2 separate regions of the Anas platyrhynchos genome follow, and region 1 is linked to region 2. A link is a contact called in public Hi-C data. All regions are on one chromosome and are shown on one strand. Each heading gives the region's core, a stretch centred on a gene start, on an enhancer-like site or on the middle of the called end of the contact. The rest is flanking DNA. Distances are from core to core; before and after follow the strand shown. Region 1 holds the start of AAK1 (AP2 associated kinase 1). Region 2 overlaps GFPT1 (glutamine--fructose-6-phosphate transaminase 1).

Evidence for each region. Hi-C and Micro-C count contacts between places; a contact is called where the count stands out from the background.
Region 1: a contact with region 2 is called in a Hi-C map of subcutaneous adipose tissue, with 5 times the contacts expected there. The contact joins the promoter of AAK1 here to the enhancer-like site in region 2. A contact is called at or near these places in 4 of 8 Hi-C or Micro-C datasets (liver, skeletal muscle and subcutaneous adipose tissue).

Annotation. Positions count from the first base shown.
Region 1 is chr23:5,284,702-5,291,792 of IASCAAS_PekinDuck_T2T, forward strand. It overlaps AAK1 (AP2 associated kinase 1), which reads right to left and starts at 1,861. Exons shown (of 22, transcript XM_038167072.2): 1 at 1,560-1,861; 2 at 1,105-1,439. The coding sequence starts at 1,267.
Region 2 is chr23:5,160,624-5,166,755 of IASCAAS_PekinDuck_T2T, forward strand. It overlaps GFPT1 (glutamine--fructose-6-phosphate transaminase 1), which reads right to left. Exons shown (of 19, transcript XM_072027178.1): 3 at 5,767-5,874; 4 at 4,030-4,155; 5 at 3,179-3,237; 6 at 1,866-2,000; 7 at 889-950; 8 at 76-155. Among named protein-coding and RNA genes, the nearest start is that of GFPT1, 14 kb to the right of the region's middle. Within about 2 kb of position 1,493, at least 2 of the 8 cell types and tissues checked have an H3K27ac peak or open chromatin away from gene starts, as enhancers often do. A contact at or near this core is called in subcutaneous adipose tissue, where this site is marked.

The sequences.
Region 1 (7,091 bases), core at 611-3,110, 120 kb after region 2:
ATTGAAGGGCTGTTTTTGATGCTCCCCTCAGCTCAGCATGCACCAAAACCTATCTGAAAGACAGTTACAGATCTATTTCCTTCTACACTGAGGTGACTTTTTTCACAAACCTGAACACATACAGCATACATTGAGTTCCTTTTCTATTTTAGAGTTCTTTCTGTAAAAGCCAACACAGGTCCTCCCACTCAGCTCTCATAGAGCAGCTACCCTCTCCTTCACAATTACAAGATCAAAACAAAACAGGTTTTGACTGAAATTGCAAAGGATGCTGTACAATAGATGGACCAGGAGCAGGTCTACAGAGGCCAACATTTTTCTGAAGGTCGAGGCTAAGGTTACCAGCCAGAGACATTAATAAGATTCCCTGTAGTCCAAACAAATTAAATGTAAAATGACAGTTAAAGCAGTAGTGCTGATTACAAATAAACAAGTATTAATAATACCACCAGCTTGTTGCACAGCAAGGACTGTACACGTAAGAGTTTTATAATTCATACTATTCATTTTTAGTTCTGTATTTTTTTTAATGCAGTTGTGATCACCATTTCCCCTACAGAAACCCCACACAAACAGCAATCCCTCATCCCAGATCACAGCTAGCTCTACTCAACGTATGCGCTTGCCAAATATATACAAGGAATTTACTCCAGGGTATTTTTCCTATCTGCTTAAGGTAGGAATGAAGGGGCTTGGTTGAAGAAAGTTAGAGGGAAGACCACTGCTTTACTTACTGTACCTTCTTCTCCACCAAAGACTTGGGAAAAAAAAAAAAAAAGCCTCACAGTTTCAAGGTGGGAAACCATTAACTCCTGAAGTCTCTGCAGTTCCTAAAGCATTAAAAAAAAAAAAAAAAAACACAAACAACGAACAACTAGAAGTCCAGCGAATGCACACAGGACTTATGCATGGGAAGACCAGAAACGCCAGCTGCAGATGCCACGGGCCCGCACGCCTGTCAAGGACAATCAAATACGAGGGGAGACGAGGACGCAGGGGGAGGTGGGGTGCCGGGAAAGGCCGAAGCCTTCCCGGCTCTGCGAGGCAGAGAGGGAGGGCCGAGAGGCGCGGCAGGGCGCTCTGCAGAGGGCACCGGGCTCCTACCTTCGGCCAGCACCTCGTCCACCGTCACCTGGTGGCGGCCGATGCTGAACACCCTGCCGATGTAGCCGCTGCCTGGGCCTCCGCTGCCGCCGCCGCCGCCGCTGGTGCCCGACCCGGGGCCAGAGCCGCCCTGCTCCCGACGCGAGTCGAAAAACTTCTTCATCTCTCGGGAGGCAGCAGCCGCCTGGGAAGGGGGGCGATGCTCTCCTCAGGGTCCCGCGCCCCCTCCTGATTTTTATTTTATTTTTTTTATTTTCCGCTCCTGGAACCCGGCCGCGGGGCTCCGGGGCCGCTGGCCTTGCGGGGCCGAGCGCCGTCCTCCGGAGGAGTCACACCTGCAAAACCAGGGGGTGGGGGGTGGGGGCGGGACACGGGCGTTATCCCCACGGCCCGGCCCGGCCCGGTGCCCCGCCGCCCCCGGCTGCCAGGGCCGCCCCCCCCCTACCCCGCGGTACCTCTCTGCGGGCGGGGGGCGCCCCCATGCACCCCGCAGCGCCGGCCGGCCGGCCTGCCGCAGCCCAGCGGCTCCCCGCGGGGCGGCTCACGGCGGGGGCCGCCTGCCGGCAGGGCCCGGGACCCGCATCGCTGCCTGGCGGCCACCGAGCCCGTCAGGGGCCGACCCCGCCGCAACCGCCCCCCGCCGGCCCCATCCGCGCAGGAAATGGGCCGTCACAGGAAGTCCCGGCCGCCGGCGGGAGCACCGCCCCCGCCAGCACAGCGGGCACGGCCCGGCCCGGCCCGACACGGTACGGCCCGGCCCGGCCCGGCCCCGCCGCCCTCCCCCTCCCGCGCGGCCTCCGCCGTCGTCCCCGTAGCGCGGCGGAGGACGAGGGGCCCTTCAGCCGGGGAGGGGGGAGCTGTAATGGCCGCGGCCCGCGCCGCCGCGCGGCATCTTGGGAGTCGTAGTTCCAGCGGGAGCCTCCCCGGCCCTCCCAGGCGCGGCGGGGACTACAACTCCCGACAGGCTCTGGCCGGGGGCGGGGGGTCATGGTTGGGTGGGACCGCGAGGGAGCCGACGAGCGTGTGGTGGATCTGCCCGTTACTCACCACTATTTAGATTTATTTTCGAAATACTGCGCTTAAACTTGCCGTCTTAATGTCAGAATAACAAAAGCTTCCTGCTGGCACGGCTCCTAAAGCGCAAGGCTGGTCTTCTTGCAGGCCCTGCTGGCACCTAATTGGCAAACCTTCAGTAGAATGTTACAATAAAAAACATATCCCTAGCCCCAGCCTGTAACCTGCTTGGGAACAAAGATTTTTCGAAGAAAGGAAATAAGAACGAAAGAAAAGGGATGCTTCATCTGTACACACACACAAAAGCTCAAAGCTTAGTTTTAAACTCAGGGGTTGATTTTTGTGAAGCCTGACCTGAAGCTGCTTCTCCACTTTGCCCATATCAGGTGTTCACCCAGTCCCCCCTTTCCTCTCAGTCTGGAAATTTGACAGAGACCCTGCTCCTCGCAGGGCTGCTTTGCGGGCTCTGGGTTCCCTTCAGGACACAGTATGCAAAACATCCTGCATGCACCCAAAACTTGCTGGCTTTAGCTGGTCAACGTGCATGCTTTAGGACTTGGCTTTGGATTTAGTATCAGATTACACCTTTCTCCCCCTTCCTGCTCCAGTACCTTGAACAGTTTACAGACTTGCAGCAAAATGTTCATAAGCAGCAAAGCAGCTGTTCTGAAGACCCCAAAACCTTGAGTGAGGCTTCAGAGAACGGCGAGTTTAGCTTGAATCATGTGAAGCTTTCTGTAAGCACAGTTTGGATTCTTTCTCTTAGAAATCAAGAGAGATGCAGGTTTTGCAGCCTATGGCATCTGCAGCAGCCATCTCCTCTGCTTTTCATGTGTTAGCTAGAAAGGCCAGAGCTGGGATTTCAAACATCCAAGGGAAATATGAAAATAGAAAAAAATGGTTTTACCAGCCTGCAACGTGGAATACAAAAACCTGAGGAATGCGTGGCTGTGAAAAGAATGTTTCTGTGAAAGCAAGGCTCTCATTCCTCCTCTGTGACTGGGGCAAAAAGTGTGGGACAGAAAAGGAAACCAAAATACATTTGCATTTTCCTCATGACACTTATTTCCGGTATTATGGTAATAACTACAGCCATCCTGCTGACAAGCTCCTGTCCCAAGGGGATAGGCTAGGCAGGCGCTGGTTACTGCGGGAGGGCAAAAATGTTTACCCTGTATTTTGTCTTAAATAAGAGAGCTTAATGAAAACAACTGTGTAACTGAAAGACCCTGGAGATTATGTTGGGAAGCAATATGCATGTGAGAATAATTACAGGCTTTGCACATTCCTTTTTCCTGCATTGCTACCTTGCATGAGTGAGCAGGCCTTTGGGCACAAGCCTCCAGAAGCAGTGACAAGACTGGATCTACATGTTCTAAATGGACCAAATTGTTTTCCCCACAGTGTATGAAGATATCTAAGATGCTATTATTGTGCAAGTGGCCATCAGAATAAGCAAGGAAATTTGCTGGTAATAGTACTTAGCATGCAGTGATGCACAGATCTAAAAATGCATCACCATACAGTTGCTTCTCTGCTGAGCCAACACACCTCTTCATTGTGGTTAACTCTGCACCTCTCCTGTCATCTTTACTTTCAGGTGTTCTTGTATGTAATGCTCTACAAGCTGACTATAGACCCCAAAGGCTTCCTTAACTATTGTCATTCACCCATAGTTTGTAGGGTGCTGTCTAGTACTTCCTATCTATACACGATTCCCAGGTGTCATTTAAAAGATGCTCTAGGCCCACGTGTTTGGAACTGCAATAGCTTCGGCCAGTCAGCTAACACAAATATGAAAACAGTCCTTTTTTATTTAATAGGCTTTAGTCTTCATTAAACTATGTTCAGCTGTGATTTGAGGCTCTATGATGAGTTGACAGTGGTCAATACAGAAGATTCACTTCCCCTTTTCTTCAGATGAAATATGATTTTTTTTTGAATTACTCTAACCTGTGAAACATCCCCAGACATCTATTAAGATGGAAGTAAAATATCCAATGCAAAATGACTGCTATAATTAGTGACTCCTGGGAACTCTGCAGAACTAAAAATCCCCCCCCCCCCCCCCGACATTTCTGAATAGCATAGGGAAATGAGTCATTTCAAGATAAACCTACTGCCATGCAAAAAACCTGCAGATGCACTGCTGACTATGGGGCCCTGACATTCTTCTTACTGGCACACAAATCTTACTGATCATTTGGGGAGCAAGAGTACAGCAGAAGGCTATCCTCAGTTGCAGATGCTGATAACATCCTTTACTCCAGAAATCACGAGGCTCAGCTGCACTGCTGCAATTCCAGTGACCTTCATAGGGATCAGAGAGAGCTGTGCTCAAAAGCTTTAAGTTGAAAAGCTAATCAGAAGCCAGCAGAGATGTGGTCTAGCACTTCTCCTGTGTATGCCTGGAGCTACTCCAGTGTCCTCATAGCTTTGCTTTACTGTCTGCAGAAAACAATTTCAGCTTAATACTGTCAATTCTAAAACCAAAATTTAGCTAAAATCCCATAACGTTGATTTTAAAATATTTGAGTCCTGATGATGTGGTCGGCAGTTATTTGCCTGCATATTGTCTCTCTGATCCCTGGTTCCCCTTATACTGCTAATAAAATACATTCAAATCCCCAGGAAGAAGCACATTAATACTGCTGCTTCCTTTCTGATGAAACTTTCCAGGCAACTCAGCATTTACTAAACAAAAACATACGTTTGAAAATGTTTAATGTGAGTAACCAAAAAGCTAGGAAACATTGACCTCTTCTGGATATCTCTAGAAATGACAACAAGGCAGGAAAGCATGCTCAGCTTTGTGTGCTTAGTTATATACAACAATCCCCACCAGAGTTGTAATCCTCACTGAAATCTACATTATTTTGGTTTACAGCAGTGGCATATGACAAAAAGACAAGTAGCAATTTACAAAAGGTAATGAGTTTTAATAATTTCACCTTTCTTCTTGCCTTAACGCTTAAGTTATGGAGTCCTCCTATGTTATATGCTTGTCTAATGCCTCTGAGTGGCAATTTTGCTGCATACAGCAAAGCTCACAGCAAGAGGATTTTGGCAAACTCAGGTCTTCATGAAGAGAGGCAGAAAGAAGAGATTTACAAGGTAATGGCCTTTTTTTTTTTTTCTTCTAATCAATGCATAATAACTAATTTTTCCCATTCTATGACTTTTATCTCTATAGGGATGTTCCCTTAACCTCTCACATTTACTACAAAACCTTTCTGTTGAGATTCCCACCAGTTAAAAAGTAGCAGACCTGCTCTTCTATCAGTCTCTTTCTGTCTTTTTGTCTGTATTTTCTAAAATCCAAAGGTTTTCTTTAGTGGTCCACAAACACTGCCAGGACGACCAAGCATTAGATACCACTTTTATTTACCATCCCCAGGAAAAGGTCAACTCTCAAGAATCATGGAGATAGTTGGCTAAGTTCAGAATTCTCTAGAAGAACAAAAAAGGTGAGAAGGAAGACTTTGGAGATTACATTGAAACATTACCTCTTTGAGAATTATGTTTGTTTTTTTTATGTTTCTGCTTACTCCTGCAAGATATATTCACCAAGGCTGGTGACAGTTATACTATCTACCACTAGACATCAATATCTTTCACCACTGTTAATAGCAGTAATGGTTTATATAAAGTAGAAACTCATGGAAATAATTAAACTAATTGACATCTGAAGGCTCATGCATGTTTGGTGCAATACTATACATAGTGTGGATTGATTCTGCTTACATCAATCAATACAGTTGACCACCAGGTCAAAAAAGAGCTATGTTTCTCAAGGAATATGACTTTGCACTACAAATAAATGCTATTGATTAGAACAGGTATAATTACATCAAGACAAAAGTTGCAGATTAAGCTCTCACTGAAAAGGGATTTACCTGCTGGGTTTCAAGAGTCAGGGTCCTGAGTGTCCTCAGGCCTTCATTGCCCCAGCCAATCTCACCTGGCCCTCTACCCAGCACCTTTTGCTCATCAACTGTGACCTCCATTTCAGCGTTGGCCTAGGAGGCTCATTCTTTTGAGGTGCTTGTGGGTAGTTATGGCTCTGGGTCTCTCTTTCAACTTCGCAGCGTGAGCTTTGGGCTCATGTTTCAAGTAGGGCTGTCTCTCAGGATGTCTCACTAAATTTCCTTGGTAGGTTTTGCTCTTGCTTTCTCTGATTATTACTGGGTGGTTGATGAAACTGGTTGCTGCTACTGTTGTGTAGGTGCTGAAGGACTGGGTCCTGTTTGTGTGCTTACCTATAGTGCAGCCATCATCTTTTATTCTACCTTGTTTTCTCTTGTGGAGCAGCTCTGGTCTTAAAAATTGTTCTTTCTCCACTCTAAGCATTGTATCAGCCAGTGAGTTTCTATCTTAATACCCCACAGGACAATGTATGTTTTAGAAGTCCCCCTCAGCTGGGCAGTCTATGACAATCTTTTCTATGATCTGTTTCTTTTCCCTGGAGCCGGGGTATAGCCAAGTTACAAAGCAGCTAAGTAAGGTAAAGCCTTATGGGACGGGTATTATTTAAGGGGAATAAAAAAAAAAAAAGCTATTAATTTCTTCTTCAGGACAGTATGTATACTAATTGAAGTAAACATTCATTAAATCCATTAGATAAGACTTAGGTTTGATAATGCATTTAAGGCTGCTGGAAGCAATGGTTTATTAGTTTATAGCTTGGAGCTCTAGGGCCTTTCCCAGAGGCTGTCCCACAAATAAACTACAGCTCCCACACTGGCATTAAGGGTTTCCCTGACTGACTGTCTCTCCATGGAGCTCACAAAGGTCTTAAGGCCTGTAACTTAAATGTTACCAGTTAGTCTTGATAGTGGGCATTTGTTCGAGGCAAAATACTTGTATTTGTACCACCTGCAATGTGGATGCAATTATAGTGGTCTAATATATCTTTGTATTTAATGTAACTAGGCTGTATCACAACAAGCAGTTTAATTTTGACTGAACTGTAT
Region 2 (6,132 bases), core at 243-2,742:
TGTTTGTGAAACCCCAATGTTTGCAATTAACCCCACTGGTGTGGGAGTGATTGGGCTGGCAGGGCTCACGCTTACCCGTCCTGTACAAAATAGGGATGTGGTCAGTGGAGAGCTTGTGCTCACTGCGCACTCCTATTAGCAGGGGGCTCCCTCTCCTGCAAGAGAAGACATCAGGTTACAAGCCTCAGCACCCAAAGATTCATCTCCCTGAACTGAACAACAAATGAACATCCCAAATTCAGCACGAACTCTGCAAGAGTAACTGAAATCCCACGACACCTGATTCAGGACTACCTAGACTGTTGCTCACTATGCATCTACAAACAGCTATTGGCATGTAAATTCAAAATCAGTTGCTACGTTAACACATATGGTTAAATCAACCTGACTGATCCTCATGTTTAAAAGTAGAGTAGAAAACCTGAACACCAGGCAGGCCCAGCTGCAAGTCAAATGGGGTACTTGTCCACATGCTGTCACTATTGCAAACACAAAGGAAAAGATGAAGGCATCTTCTTTCTCAGCTCTTGCAATACGAATCTACAGAAAACACTGTCTCCTCCTAAGCTCAGAGCTGACCTGTTCCAGACCAGTTATGATGCAGGTCGTCACTAAGAAATCTTTAGAATACAGGGTGCACCCTTTTGACTGAACTATTCTACTTTTTTAATTGTTATCGTAAATGGGGAAGAAGAGAAAGGAAATGAACAAGAGCCAACCTCACCCTAGAGTATACAGTATAACAAGAACAACCTCTACTATCTTCCAGATTGGTAAAAATACAAAAATGGTAGAAAAAAGGGAAAAGGAAAAAAGAAAAAGAAAAAAGGTGAAAAAAAGCTACCTAGAGGGTACACCAAATACGTGCTTTTCTGTACAAATACTTACCTGGTACCAACTGCTTGACCAGGATAATGAACACTTTTGAACACAAGGGCAAAAGCACCTTCCTGGAATGAGAGAAATGCAAACTGCTTATCCTGTCCTTTGAGACCAGGTCATCATTTCAGAAATCCCAACACATAAGGTGCACCCATGTTTCTGTGAACAAGTAAGAGATACTGAGCAGAAGGCTTCACAGACCCCTTCAGAACCTCCAAGTGCTTCTTTCAGAAGGGTACCCCATCCCCAGGGCAGGATCCCCAGGGCAGAAGCTGCCCACTTGCTGAATTCTCACCTGAAAGGCAGCCCCTACAAGTGCTCTCCTTAACTCAGAGGGCTAAAGCCTGATAAAAAGTGCCAACTCTGGGGTATTGGCTAAGGTATAGTGCCACCAAGTGCACGGGTGAACCACCACAACCTGCCAGCCACGTTTGTTCTTGGTCTACAGCTACCGCAGATTCTGTCAGGGAAATCAGTGCAAAAACCCATCTCCTGAACAATCCCCTCTGAGAAGAGAGGCAAATTGCTATGCGTCCAGATCCCGAATAGCTCAGCAAGAAGTGACACGTGGAAGCCATGTGCTGTGCGGAGAAGTCCCCACAAGGGGTCAGCATCTCTTCCAGATGGAGGTTCCAGAGAAGAATTCAAGCAGACTTGATCCAACCCTGTCCCCTGCCTTCCACGTGCTCCTGCTCAAAGCACTCAAGGAACTAGATACTGCTGAACCCCCAAATTTATTCAATATTCGTTTGAAAAATAAATGTCTAATGTTAAATAAGAATGAATGGATGTCTGATTGTAATTATACAAGGTAGGAAATGAAACACCCCATTATCATGTGCAACAGAACGTCCCTGGGAACGTCAGGCACAGGTTCAGCACTGCCCTAAACAGCAGTTCCCTGCACAACATCCCCATGTTTGTCCTAGTGATGCATGTGTCTGTCCCTGTGTCCCCACCCTGCCCCCTGCCCCGGGCATTACCAGCTGCTGGATGACCCTTTCCACCAGGGTGGTGAAGCTGACGTCGTCGCTGTCGCGGTTGTCATACATGTACTTCACCAGCTTGGCGATGCACTCCGTGTCTGTCTCCGACTCGAAGTCGTAGCCCTTGCTCTCCTGCAGCCACAGCACACGTTTGGTAACCAGCTTTCTGCCTGCCTTCCTCTCCAGCCCTCCTTTTCCTTCCCACACTTTCTCCTTTCCTTCCTTTGTTCCTGTATTCCCTCCTCCTTTTCTGCTTGCCTTCTTGCTTCCTTTCTTTCTTGCTTCTCCTGCTTTTTTTTACCTCCTTCCCTTTTGTCCCCTTCCACCTTTCCTTTTTTCCCCTTCCACCCATAACTCTTTCCCTTCCCTCCTGTTCTCCTGTCTCCTTTTCCTCTGCGTTCTTTCCACCATGCCTTTCCTTCCACTCTATTAGCACAAGTAGGAGAGTGAGTGGAGGGGTGCAAATGGGGGCATGAGGGGGGGGGGGGAGGGGGGAGTGCAAGAGGCAGAGCACAAGAGTCAGCATGAGGCTGAGTTCACCTGACATTATTTACACGTGCAAAAGAAAGCACAAGCATTTGGGTAAGCGTGTGCCAGAAAGCAAGTGGGGCGATAAAAACATAGCGGAGGTGCAAGAGTAAATGTGAATGGGCACAGGAGTGCAGGTGAGGAACAAGTCTGAGTGTGAGTGAGTACGGCGGGTGCAAGTGGGGAAGAGCAATAGTGCAAGTGGAAGAGTGAGTGGGTGTACATGTGAGTGTGAGTGCAAGGGTGACTGTGGGGAACATGAGTGGGAGAGTAAGCGCAAGTGGAAGAGTGTGAGAACAGGAGTGAGTGAGTATGAATGCAGAATGAGTGTGCGCAAGTGCACTTCGGGAGGTAGTGCAAGCAGGGAGTGAGTGGAGGAGCACAAGATATGAGTTGGAAGGTAAGTAGGAAGTGAGTGCAAGAAAGTGAATGGAGGATTGAGTAGATTGACTGGGGGAGCAAGGGTGTGAGGAGGGGAGGCAGTAGAAGAGAGCATGAGTGGGGGAGAGAGTATAAGTGCAAGAATACAAGTCTGGGAATAAGTTGGGGAGTGAGAGCACATGGACAGGTGGGGAGTGAGTAGGAGTTGGGAAGTGAGGGAGCTAGTGTAAGAGCATTAATGCAGGAGCGTGACAGTGTGGACAGTGGTGGAGTGACTTTGCTTGTCAGTGCAAGAGTGAGAGAGGGAGAGAAGGAGCAGAGAGCGTGAACACAGGGCAGCAAGGAAGGTGACAAGGTGTGCAGGGGTGGCTCTCTCCCATCCACGCGGGGGTCCTACTCACCAGGAATTTCTGCAGGTCTTTGTAGTTGGTGATGATGCCATTGTGGATGACAATGAACTCTGGAGACAGAAGAAGGCCCTGCTCAGCTCCGCACAGCATCCTCAGCCTTACAGTCAGTGACAGCCCATGCCCACAGCAGCGCAATACCCAACAGACAGCAGGGACCACAAAACCTTATAGTGCACTTGGCAGAATAAAAAGTTTAATTTCCCAGCGTGATCTCCTTGCTCTGCCCCATTCTGCTTGGTTGGTAATAGCAGAAGATACATATTAATGACCTGGGTGGGACTAGGACTGATGAGATCTTGTAAAGCTTGTGGAAGTTCTTAAACAATTGCCTGTTTCCAGCAAGCTAGAAACAAGTGAATGCTATACTCCCCCTGCCAGCTTGCTAGGGCACCACACCAAAAACACCAACCAAAACATTTCTGTACAGTGGTGATGAGAAAAATATAAATAAATACAATAGAAATACAAAAACAAACAAACAAACAAAAACCACAAAGAACAGCTGGGTAGATCCCTACCATCCAATTTCATTCTGTTTCCATCTCCTCTTAGCACTGTGGCTGTGCACCCACCAAACCTTTGGGACACTAACCCTAGCCCTTCATGAGATGATTCAGGGCTGCAAACACTCCATGAGAACATCCCCCATAGTCTGAAATCAATGCCAAACCCCTCCAGCTTCCTGGTAACTGGGCTCAGCATCACAACTTGCAATAAGCCACCTGTCCTGAGTCCAACCACCCCTTCCTGCAACACACCAGGTGTCCCAGAAAGCCACACATATTTCCATATACTCCAAGACTTGCTCAGGACCACACGTTTTCTCTAGCAAACATTCCTACCATTGTTTTTATCCGAGCGCTGTGGGTGGCTGTTGACAGGACTGGGCTCACCATGGGTAGCCCAACGGGTATGCGCAATTCCAAGGTGTACATCAAACTCGACGTCAAGATCCATGTACTGTTGTTCTGCAGGCAGAAGTGGGAGAAGTTTAATATGGAGGGCTGTCTCTACCCCAAAGACAACACAAGAATCTCATCCCACCTCCTGGACCCACCATCAGCAAACCTAACAGAACACTGAGTGCATGAAGCTACCACAGCAACGACCCCCTGCTCCAAAGCACTAAAATTTCAGATTCACCTATGTTTAAGGATGTTTACAGCTAAAATACACAGCTTCATTCCCACTCAGGAAGTCTAAACAAGCAGGAGGGAGGACATCCCTCACGCCTCTGCCCTGAGCCTTTCCTTCCCACAGCACCCTGGCTGTCCCTGCAAGAGGATTCCAAATGTGAATGCACACAAGCAACCTTCCTGCATTCCTCACCCCACCAAAATAAAACTTTTAAGAAAGAATCCACCCTGATTTTTCCTCTCTTGGGTGCAGCTTGCCATCCTGTCATCTCCCTGGCATCAAACTGTGACTAAACCAGCTTGTTTCATGGCTACATACCACTATGGCTAAAATATTCATCACTACCTCTTGTCACTAGAAAGCATACCATCAGTATTTCTTTGGAAAAAAAAGTGTCCTTCTGTTCTGAAAATGTCTCCACAACCACTTTAAACTATGTATATCCAGCAGTTTTCTTGAGCAGACACACACTTCTTCAGAAATACTTTGCATACCTTATATTTCTGTAATGCATGGATCATCTTGTCTAGCTTTTTCTGTTCCTGGTTTTCTCTACGCTATGATTAGATCTACCCACCTTATTTTGGATAAACAGCACTCTGCCATGAGGTCAACTTTTTTTTAAACCCTTGCTAATTTTAAGTTATGCAAACAGCTTGCTTTATATGATTTCTCCAAGTTAACTCGAATAACAGCACAACTTAGGTTTATAACACTCTTAGGTTAACAGCAGCTCTTATATGCAAACTAGAGTAATTTCACCTCCCTAGAAAAGCATCTTCCCATCCACACACAGCTTGTCTGTACTCTACCCAACAACTTTGTGTTTCTTTGTGAGCTGCACATATTTAACAAAACCAACATTTAAATCAAAGGGAATATAAGAAGGCAGAAACAGACAACACCTCATTCTGTGCTTTCTCATCAATTTGGCAGTTATACACATACATCTGTGCTTACTCGTAGCCACTCACTTAGTCCACAGCTACAGAGATCGACAGCTTTAGTAGGGACAAGTAATACATACGGAAATTTAAAATTCGAGTAGTGAATTTATTAGCATATTTTTGTTTTTTTTTGGCCAAGCTCTAGGTCTCTGATAATTATGTCCAAGTAGTTTCTATTTCCCCAGTTTAAAGAAGGTTTGTTTTTTCAGTCTTTTTAAAACATATTTCAGGTCTATTTTACATTAATAGGATGCAATTCCTTTTTCTTGCTTTTTTTGTTTCTTGCTTGCTTACTTGTTTTTCTTGCAACATCATGACAACATCCCTAGGATCACTTTCCATCACATGCATGAGTGTCTACATCTCTGGCATTCTATACAGAAGTTATTTGGACATAGTGTTTCTGGGTAAAACAGATAACATTCAAAATGCACATGAAATGAGAGGACATTTCAAGGAAGGAGAGCAAGCAAAGAATGAAAAGGTAATACATACTGTGCACCTCTTCATCCAGAGCCTTCACTTTCCCCTTCTGTTTGATAAGATGGATTTTGCACGCATTAGCTTCCCAGTCTTTGTCATTTCCGCCATCGATTCCCACACCTAAGCATCACCACAGAATATGAAGAAAGACTGAAATGCAGAATGCATGTTACAATATTTTATGTAAACAAATACTGCTTTTTTTTTTTCCTTTATGATGTCCTTCCTCTCCCCAGCTGACCCTCCAAATAAAGACAACAAACCCAGGATATTAGAAGTAAATTTTTACTTTGTCTTCTTTTAGGTATTTTCAAATCCTCAATAATGGGCATCAAGAACATTTATGGAAGTCTGTATGTTGAAAGTTAATCCAAACCT